2 separate regions of the Ovis aries genome follow, and region 2 is linked to region 1. The links are chromatin contacts, called in public Hi-C maps. All regions are on one chromosome and are shown on one strand. Each heading gives the region's core, a stretch centred on a gene start, on an enhancer-like site or on the middle of the called end of the contact. The rest is flanking DNA. Distances are from core to core; before and after follow the strand shown. Region 1 holds the start of EIF3D (eukaryotic translation initiation factor 3 subunit D). Region 2 has its middle 9.9 kb from the start of NCF4.

Region 1 (4,827 bases), core at 8-2,507:
TTGGGGGGCTCCTAAATCACTGCAGATGGTGACTGCAGCCATGAAATTAAAAGACGCTTACTCCTTGGAAAGGAAGTTATGACCAACCTAGATAGCATATTCAAAAGCAGAGACATTACTTTGCCAACAAAGGTCCGCCTAGTCAAGGCTATGGTTTTCCAGTGGTCATGTATGGATGTGAGAGTTGGACTGTGAAGAAAGCTGAGCATCGAAGAACTGATGCTTTTGAACTGTGGTGTTGGAGAAGATTCTTGAGAGCCCCTTGGACTGTAAGGAGATCCAACCAGTCCATTCTGAAAGAGATCAGTCCTGGGTGTTCTTTGGAAGGAATGATGCTAAAGCTGAAACTCCAGTACTTTGGCCACTTCATGCGAAGTTGACTCATTGGAAAAGACTCTGATGCTGGGGAGGGATTGGGGGCAGGAGGAGAAGGGGACGACAGAGGATGAGATGGCTGGATGGCATCACCTACTTGAAGGACGTGAGTTTGAGTGAACTCCGGGAGTTGGTGATGGACAGGGAGGCCTGGCGTGCTGCAGGACAAACTCCGTAGGCTGAGTTTCCAAAAAGACAGCACCGTTGCCATCGTAGCCAGGTGGTTCCTGAGTCGCCACTTCAGAATCACCACCAATTAAAATGCAGGTTTCTGGGCTCCAGCTAAGCCACGCTTGTATAACAGTCTATGGAAGGGGACCCGGAATCTTCATTTTTCAAATTAGCTCTCCAGGAATCTTTGTCAAACAAGAAAGTCTGAGAACTGTGGAGGTATGGTTTGAACACTGGCAGCGACCTCCGACACTAGTAGTCTGATCTACTCAGGTCACTTTGCACCTCCTGGTCTGTTTCCGAAAGCGCTCAAAGCTCAGCGAGTAGCCGCAAAAACCTGCCTGAAAGACTCGAACTCCCCCTAACGGTGAAACTCAAACAACACGATCTTTTAAAGAAGGCAGAAGCCGCGGGTCGTTGTGGGATACAGAGGGCCAGAGCGGCCCGCAAGGCATTGTGGGACATAGAGGGGCTTTCAGCCAGTCGCCGCTTCCAACTCCAACTACAAGGCCGCCACGTTTCAAGAAACTTGAAACTCTCGGAGTGTCGCCGGATGCCCCATGACGTAACTGTAAACATCCTCGAAGGCTAAATAAGAACACCGCGAAGAGAACAGGGACGAACTTCCGGATGTGCCTTCGCTTTACGACTCGCGTGTTCCGCCGTCGAACCGGAAGGAAGCCAAGAAGCAGTTTACGACACCGTCGGTCGTATTTACGGTGCCGGCCGCTGCGCGCGCATGTTTCCTCCTTTCCCGGTTCCCCGTAGCTCAGGCGGTGGCGCGGTATTCGGCCTAGACTATCTCTCACCATCGGGGCCGGTTACGGCCGTTACAGGTAAGCAGCGTATTCCGTACGCTTCCGCGGATCTCCAGAGCAGAGTTGAGCTGCGCCTGGCCTTCGGGGGCCTGCCGGAAGAGACTTCCGTACGCCCCCTCCTGCTTCCCTGTACCTCCGCTGGGAGGGGCAGGAATCCGCCTTCGGTCCCCCCAGGTCCGACCCAGTGCGGGGCAGAGCCTGTGGTTGAGGTCTCTTTCCGTGGAGTCCGCTTAGCGGCCACCGACAGTGTGTTCTGATGTGAACATGTCATTAACCCCGCTGAGTCTCAGGGTCTTTTAAAGTGCCCCACGGTTCCCTGAGCTTCTACGAGAGGGCTATTGGGTGTGCCAAACTGAGCGATGTTCGGCCCTGCTCTGAGGAGTTCACCGTCTAAATGTTTCTTTTCCTTGCCTATGAAATGGAAGGCTAGGATGTAGTTGGTTGATCTCTGATTTGACATTAACCGCCCAGGAATTGGCAAACGATCTGCAGTAACCTGCCAGCCACAAGGTTCTCCCTATGACTGTCCTGTTGATGCCGCCCCATCCTTTATCTGTAGCCAGTACAGCTGTCACTCCGTTTCAACTGAAAGATTTAGTTTCCCCTGTTGGTTACATTGTACTCTGCCTACTTTTTAGTTTACGCGTTGAAACCAAGCGACTTCCTTCCGCCCCTTTTAAAGTGTGTTTGGAGATATCTCACTGTGTTATTGATATGATCTGAAACCCAGGATCTTTTCAGGCTGCTGTCCAGCTGTAAAATAATGGGAAGAGTGTTACACTTAAGACAGAGGACCCTAGAAACCAAGTCTATCTTGAAATGATGAGATCAGCTGCTTGATTTGGCTGAACTGTGTATTTTTTTTTTAATCTGAAATTGGGGCCTAGGGGTTTAGTGGTGTTGCATCTGACATGTTGTAGGACCCTGGTAATATATAAGGGTATATTGTTTTGAGACCACCACACTCTCCCTCAGTCCGCTTCCTGTAGTGTAATTTAAGTTTAGGTAGGAGGATGGGGCTTCCAGGTTCATGCCCTTTTGGATCACGCAAGTGTCACCTCTAGGAACTCTCCCCATCATGGGAAAATGAAGAGAGTTTCATAAATTTAGTATTCTTTGCTCTTTGATTGATACAACTGAGCGACTTCACTTTCACTTTTCACTTTCATGCACTGGAGAAAGAAATGGCAACCCACTCCAGTGTTCTTGCCTGGAGAATCTCAGGGACAGGGGAGCCTGGTGGGCTGCCATCTATGAGGTCGCACAGAGTCAGACATGACTGAAGTGACTTAGCAGCAGCAGCTCTTTGATTGCTCCCCAGACTCTGGAAATATTTGTGTGGTGAATTTTCCCCTGGGAACTCAGCTTCTGGGCATTTTCAGGGGATTAGAATGGATGATAAATGCATGCATGAGTTTTGGGGAGGAATTGTTTGGCAGATATCTGTCGAGCCCCTGGTTTTTACTCTTCCTGAGCGGAGTACTGGCCTTACACAAAGTGTGGACTCTGAAGCCAGTTTCCCAGGGTTCAGATTTTCATCCATTAGTGTTGCAACTTTGGGCGATTTCTTGATATCTCTGTGCCTCAGTTTTCTTCTCTGGAAAGTGGGGCTAATACTGGCCCTACCTCGGGAGGAGATTGTTGAGGAGTTAATGAATTAATGTGTGGAAAGCGCTAACAACATGCCTGGTACTCATAATGTTTATGAACATTGGCTGTGTTCGGCCACTTTCATGACATAAGGCTTCTGGCTTCCTCAACCTTCTGCTGGGCTTTCTGCCTGACTTCTATGCCCTGCATAAGAATTTACACTGACAACAGAAAATTGAAAGAACAACAAAGGAAGGTTGCATTTCAGGATACATTCATGGACCCTTGTTTTTTCTCGGCACTGTGTGTAAATGTATTTTTGTAAGACAGAATAGTAAGTGTCTGGCGTTTTACAATGGAACTATTTCTGCTTATGTTAACTAATATATACAGCTTTCACAGTGATCCTCTGATGGGAATAAAACAAGGATCTTATTATTTTTCAGGTAAAGAGACTGAGGTTTAGGGGAATTAAATATTGTATGTCTGGTAAAGGTGTGAATGAAAACTGGAACCTGGTTATTAAACTCAAAAAAAAGTTAATTACATTTCATCAAGTCTGTAAGACATCACTGAATTCAAGAAGCACAATATCTTCATGTAACACTAAGAAAGAAAAGTTGCCAGATACGGTATGACACCTCATCAGTTAGAAGGTGCAGGTTCATGTCAGAGATAGTACAGTGGGAAAAAACAAATGGTGAGATATGATACATAAATTTGGTGAGCAGTCGTCTGAGTTTTAAGTATTCACAGTCTTATTCACAAGAAGATGGTAAGTGGAGAGTAGCTCAGCAGTTGAGGGTTCTGTTCTGTGTTTTGCTTTTTTAACTTTATCCTGTATTAGCTTACCTCAAATGGAAGACTTCGGGTTTTTTTGTTTGTTTGTTTTTTAGAGGCTTTTCTTCATGGAGTTACTTTGTTATTTGTATTTTTAAGGTTTTAAAAGATGGCAAAGTTCATGACACCCGTGATCCAGGACAACCCCTCAGGCTGGGGTCCCTGTGCAGTTCCGGAGCAGTTTCGGGATATGCCCTACCAGCCGTTCAGCAAAGGAGATCGGCTCGGAAAGGTGCCTGCCTGTCAGCGGGGTCTGAATCTTTTAAAGCTGCAGCTGATGCTCCAAGTTCATTTCAATTTTATTCTCTCAAAAGGATAATGGTTAGAAGCTCTGGCTACTTCCAGTGGTCATAGGAGAGCTGGGCTCTTACGAAGCTATCCTGAGCCAGTCTTTCTAACACTTTGTGACACTGTGTCCTCACTTGGGAGGAGGGGGTTTCTGGGTCAGCAGAAACTTGCCTGGTTGACGTGTGCTCTCTGCCTTCCCTTGTTGTGCTCACTAGGTTGCAGACTGGACGGGGGCCACATACCAAGACAAGAGATATACAAGTAAGTGTTCTCCACCTGCCTGCCTGCCCAGGTCAGGCCCTCGGTGGATTGTTAGTGTTTCTAGTAACCTCCATCTGAAACCGTTCTAGGATGGGAACGAAATGGTGATAACTCATAATTGTTAGGGGCCTTTTATGGACTGTGGAAACAATCCATTTTTTTGGTAAATAGCCTCAAAAGTTAGATTGTTCAGCGTATTATAGTAGGTTTTTCCCCCTACTTTGGGGAGCCATGGCCCCTTTTACAAATCTGGTGAACACATTCCCATTTTGTATTTCATTACTTGGGATTTACTGAACATGTAAGGCCAGTCAGTGGATCCCAGTTTTAAAACTCCTGGTTTTAGGATCCTAATAGAAGTTAGTTTTTCCCTCTGCACTAGTCGAGAGCTAGGAATGGCTCCCTGGAATACTGAGTTAAAGACGATCTGAGTCTTAGGTCAGCCAGAAAGCCAGTCCTAGCCGATTAGCCACGTCTGCCTTGG
Region 2 (4,191 bases), core at 1,297-3,796, 300 kb before region 1:
AAGGGCCCTGCACTCCTCTGTGATGTCTCAGCAAGCAGCAGAGCTTAGTCTGGAACTTAGGTGCCCTGGCTCTGACACACCTGAGTTATGTAACCTCTCTGATCATGTTTCCTTGTTCATTTTTCTAAATGGAGATGATTATACCTGTTTCATAGGATTATTGCCTTATTCATTTCTCAAAATGTAGTGAGCACTTACTATGTCCCAGACACCTACTCTGTGCCCAGCTTCAATGAAAGCCATTGTTCTCTTGAAACCTTCTGTTCAGTTCAGTTCAGTTCAGTCGCTCAGTCATGTCTGATTCTTTGCGACCCCATGAATCGCAGCACGCCAGGCCTCCCTGTCCATCACCAACTCCCAGAGTTCACTCAGATTCACGTCCATTGAGTCCGTGATGCGATCCAGCCTTCTCATCCTCTGTTGTCCCCTTCTCCTCCTGCCCCCAATCCCTCCCAGCATCAGAGTCTTTTCCAATGAGTCAACTCTTCACATGAGGTGGCCAAAGTACAGGAGTTTCAGCTTTAGCATCATCCCTTCCAAAGAAATCTCCTTCAGAATAGACTGGTTGGATCTCCTTGCAGTCCAAGATGGGTTAAATAAGTTGGTGGTTGCCAAGTACTCAGTATAATGCCTGGAAGATGGACAGTAATTGATGGACATCATTGATGTTAATGTTGATGATAATTTCCTTGATATGGCTTGATCCCTTCTTGGTCTATCTCCCCCTGCACAGTTCACTCTCCTCTGACTTAAAACTTATTACAGCAAATTCTATTTTTCCCCCGTATATGTCATCCGCTGTCACTGCACTTGAGTTGTGGAAACCGCCCTGTGCCTAATCAAAATCATTGATGGAAATTGACCACCAGGGGACGCTGCGACCTAGAAACCCAGTTCCCACTCTGTAGCGCCACCTGGAAGAGGAAATATCCTAAGTCGCAAGCGAAAGGACCGGTCTAACAAGAGGGTCAAATAGTGAGAGCTAGCTTGGCAAAGCCGGAGAAGGCAATGGCACCCCACTCCAGTACTCTTGCCTGGAAAATCCCATGGACGGAGGAGCCTGGTAGGCTGCAATCCATGAGGTCGCTAAGAGTCGGACATGGCTGAGCAACTTCACTTTCACTTTTCACTTTCATGCATTGGAGAAGGAAATGGCAATCCACTCCAGTGTTCTTGCCTGGAGAATCCCAGGGACAGATGAACCTGGTAGGAGACTGTCTATGGAGTCACACAGAGTCGGACAAGACTGAAGCGACTTAGCAGCAGCAGCAGCAGCAGCTTGGCAAAGCGCTGCTTGCTGAACTCCACAGCCAAATCTCCAGAAGCCTCATCAGCCAGAATCTGAGCAGAATTCGTAAGAAGAAGCCCCTGAGGCTTAAGGATCCGGAATCTCCTCTCCTTTGATCACAAATATGATAATGGCTAAGATACTCAGAGTTTACTGTTTAACCAACCCTCCACCACAAAATTGCAAAAATATGTGAGTTAGCACTTTCAATGCCCTAACTACAGTGTTTGGCTCAAAGTCCAGCTCAATACATGTTGGCTCTGATTATTGTTACTTAATCCTCATTCCAACCCCAATAATATGTCATTATTTTCCCCCTGCTCTTGAGGTAAGGAAACTGAGGCTCTATGGGATTAGGAGACTGAACCAAAGTGACTTAGTGGATGAGTGATGAAGTAAGATTTTGACCTTAAATCTGGCTGATTTCAAACTCACACTGTCAGTAAATGTGCTGGACTGGCTAATTCATTTGTATATTCACTTCACAAGCATTTAGCATCTCTTCTGTACAGGTGGAAAGGATACAGAGATGAATCCGGCACAGCAGTTGCCTTCCTGGAATTCACACTACTGTTGAAGTACACGTGTGTGCATACACACGAGCACACACATGCACATGCACCCACACACAAGTGAACACACAGATAGGCGCACCCGTGCACACACGGAGACACACACACACATGCACGCATGCCCACACATACACTCAGGCATTCAGAGCAGAGCGCAGGTCGGGGGAAATCAGGAGATACATGTTAGGAATCCAGCTTCCCCGATTCTATATCCAATGCTGTCTTCAGCCTCCAGGGGATTTCAAACACAGATGTCTCCAGGGGCCTGGCAGGTATCTTCAGTGTCAGCTGGAGCCTGGATGGAAAGCTCGAGGGGGTGGGGCAAACTGTGGCTTAGGGTCTGCCTTCCCTGCCATCACCTCTGCCGCAGAACTGCAAGGACTTTAAGAATCTAGCTGTGCACCTGGCCTTCCAGCTCCCCATGAAGGTCTACTGGTCAAGGCAGAAGAACAGAACTGTCTTATTAGCAGCTTGTTGGCTCGCTCTGCAGTCGTAAGAATTTCAAGGCAGAAGAACAGAACTGTCTTATTAGCAGTCATAAGAATTTAAGCACACAGCACACGGGCTTCCATTTGTCCTACTGCTCCAGTCCCCCGTAGTGTCGGTGTCGGTGAGCAAGGCATAGGGACTTGTATGCCCCAGTAATCCTCTGGACTTCATTCAAAGAGGAAAGAGAATTTATGAGAGTGTTTAAATAAAGAGTGATGTAATCTGATTAATGTTTAAAAAAGATCCCTTTGTCTGCTGCTCAAACGGAGGCTCCCAGGAGGTGGTATTAGAAGTAAATAGACTATGTGCCCCATTCTAACAGCGTTTTAAGAATTGGCTTTATTGAGGTATAATTTACATATGATAAAACTCACCAACTTAGGGACTTGCCTGGTGGTCCAGTAGTTAAGAATCTGCCTTATAATGCAGGGGACTCGGGTTTGATCCCTGGTCAGGAAACTAAGATCACACATGCCGAGCAGTAACTAAACCTATATGCTTCAACTAGAGAGCCCTCGAGCTGCAGCGAAGACCCAGCACAACCAAACAAACAAAACACTCACCAAGTTCGAGTGTATAATTCAACGAGTTTTGACAATTATGTAGCCACTGCATCACAATACAGGAGATTTCCATTATCCCTGAAAAACTCCCAAAAGATCATGCCCCTTTGCCATCAATCTCCTCCCTTCCCCGCCCCAGGCCCTGGCAACCACTGATCTGTGTGCTATCATTCCACTTTGCCATTTCTCAAATTTCATATGAATGGAATTAATTACAGAGTATGCGGTCTTCTGTGCCTTTCACAGGGTATAATTCATCAGTGTTGATGTGTATACATCAGTAATTCTTCTTCTTATCACTAAGTAGCAGTCTATAGTAGGAACATACCATAATTTGGCATCTATTCACAAGTTGATGGGCATTGGGGCTGTTTCCAAGTCTGGGGTTATTAAAACAAAGTTGCTGCAAACATTCAAGCACAAGTGCTTGTGTGGACATGAGTTTTCACTTCTCTTGGGTAAATATTTAAGAGATGCTCGGCCGTTTAATACTTGCATATTTAACTTTGTAAGAAAATCTCCAAAGTGGTTGCACCATTTTGCATCCCTGGCAGCCAGTGTATTAAGAGGCAGATGTTCGAGGTTCCAGGTCCACACTGGCTCAGGGAGAGGGGCTCCATCTGTAAAGACCAGGGGTCTAAGTGCAGCTATAGACTCTGGGTTACTTATTATCTCCTCTCAGCTCTACACTTACCTTTCTGAGGACTTCCCTGGTGGTCCAGAGGTTAACACTCCACACTTCCAATGCAGGGGGCACAGGTTTGACCCCTGGTCAGGGAACAAAGATCCCGCATGGGGCACAGGCAAAAAACAAAACAAACAAATCTACCCTTTTATGCCCAGCTTCCTGGAGCTGGGGTTGGGTCTCCAAACCACTTTTCTGCTTTGCCAGCTGATTCCCAATAGCTTCTGCGAACAGGGGCTACAGAGAGAGAGGAGGAAGGCATTCGCTCCTTCATACGTCTTCCCTGTACCCAGCAGCCTTGCTGCCCTGGAAGCCACAGTTGGTCCCAGTAACCACTGACTCTAGTTTCTAGTTCTTTCCACATTCCCAGGATGAGGTTCCCCACTCCCTCCTCAGAGGTCTGGAGTTCTGAGTCCCAGCTCCCTGAGGACCCTTCTCCAAGCTTCTAAGGCACCAGCCCCAGCTGGGCACCAACACTCCCTCCACCAGCTCCCTCTGCCAGGCTTCTAAGTCATGACAACCCCACCCTCTTCCTCCTATTCCCACGGTTATAGGAAGCAGTTACTATCTGGTTACCTCAGTGTCTCCTTTTGT

Evidence for each region. A called contact is a pair of places that touch in the nucleus more often than the background predicts.
Region 2: a contact with region 1 is called in a Hi-C map of liver, with 2.9 times the contacts expected there. The contact joins the enhancer-like site here to the promoter of EIF3D in region 1. A contact is called at or near these places in 3 of 16 Hi-C or Micro-C datasets (liver and tail adipose tissue).

Annotation. Positions count from the first base shown.
Region 1 is chr3:180,581,562-180,586,388 of ARS-UI_Ramb_v3.0, reverse strand. EIF3D (eukaryotic translation initiation factor 3 subunit D) reads left to right here and starts at 1,257. Exons shown (of 14, transcript XM_060413198.1): 1 at 1,257-1,382; 2 at 3,894-4,026; 3 at 4,298-4,343. The coding sequence starts at 3,904.
Region 2 is chr3:180,880,631-180,884,821 of ARS-UI_Ramb_v3.0, reverse strand. No RefSeq gene overlaps it. Among named protein-coding and RNA genes, the nearest start is that of NCF4, 9.9 kb to the left of the region's middle. Within about 2 kb of position 2,546, at least 3 of the 54 cell types and tissues checked have an H3K27ac peak or open chromatin away from gene starts, as enhancers often do. A contact at or near this core is called in liver, where this site is marked.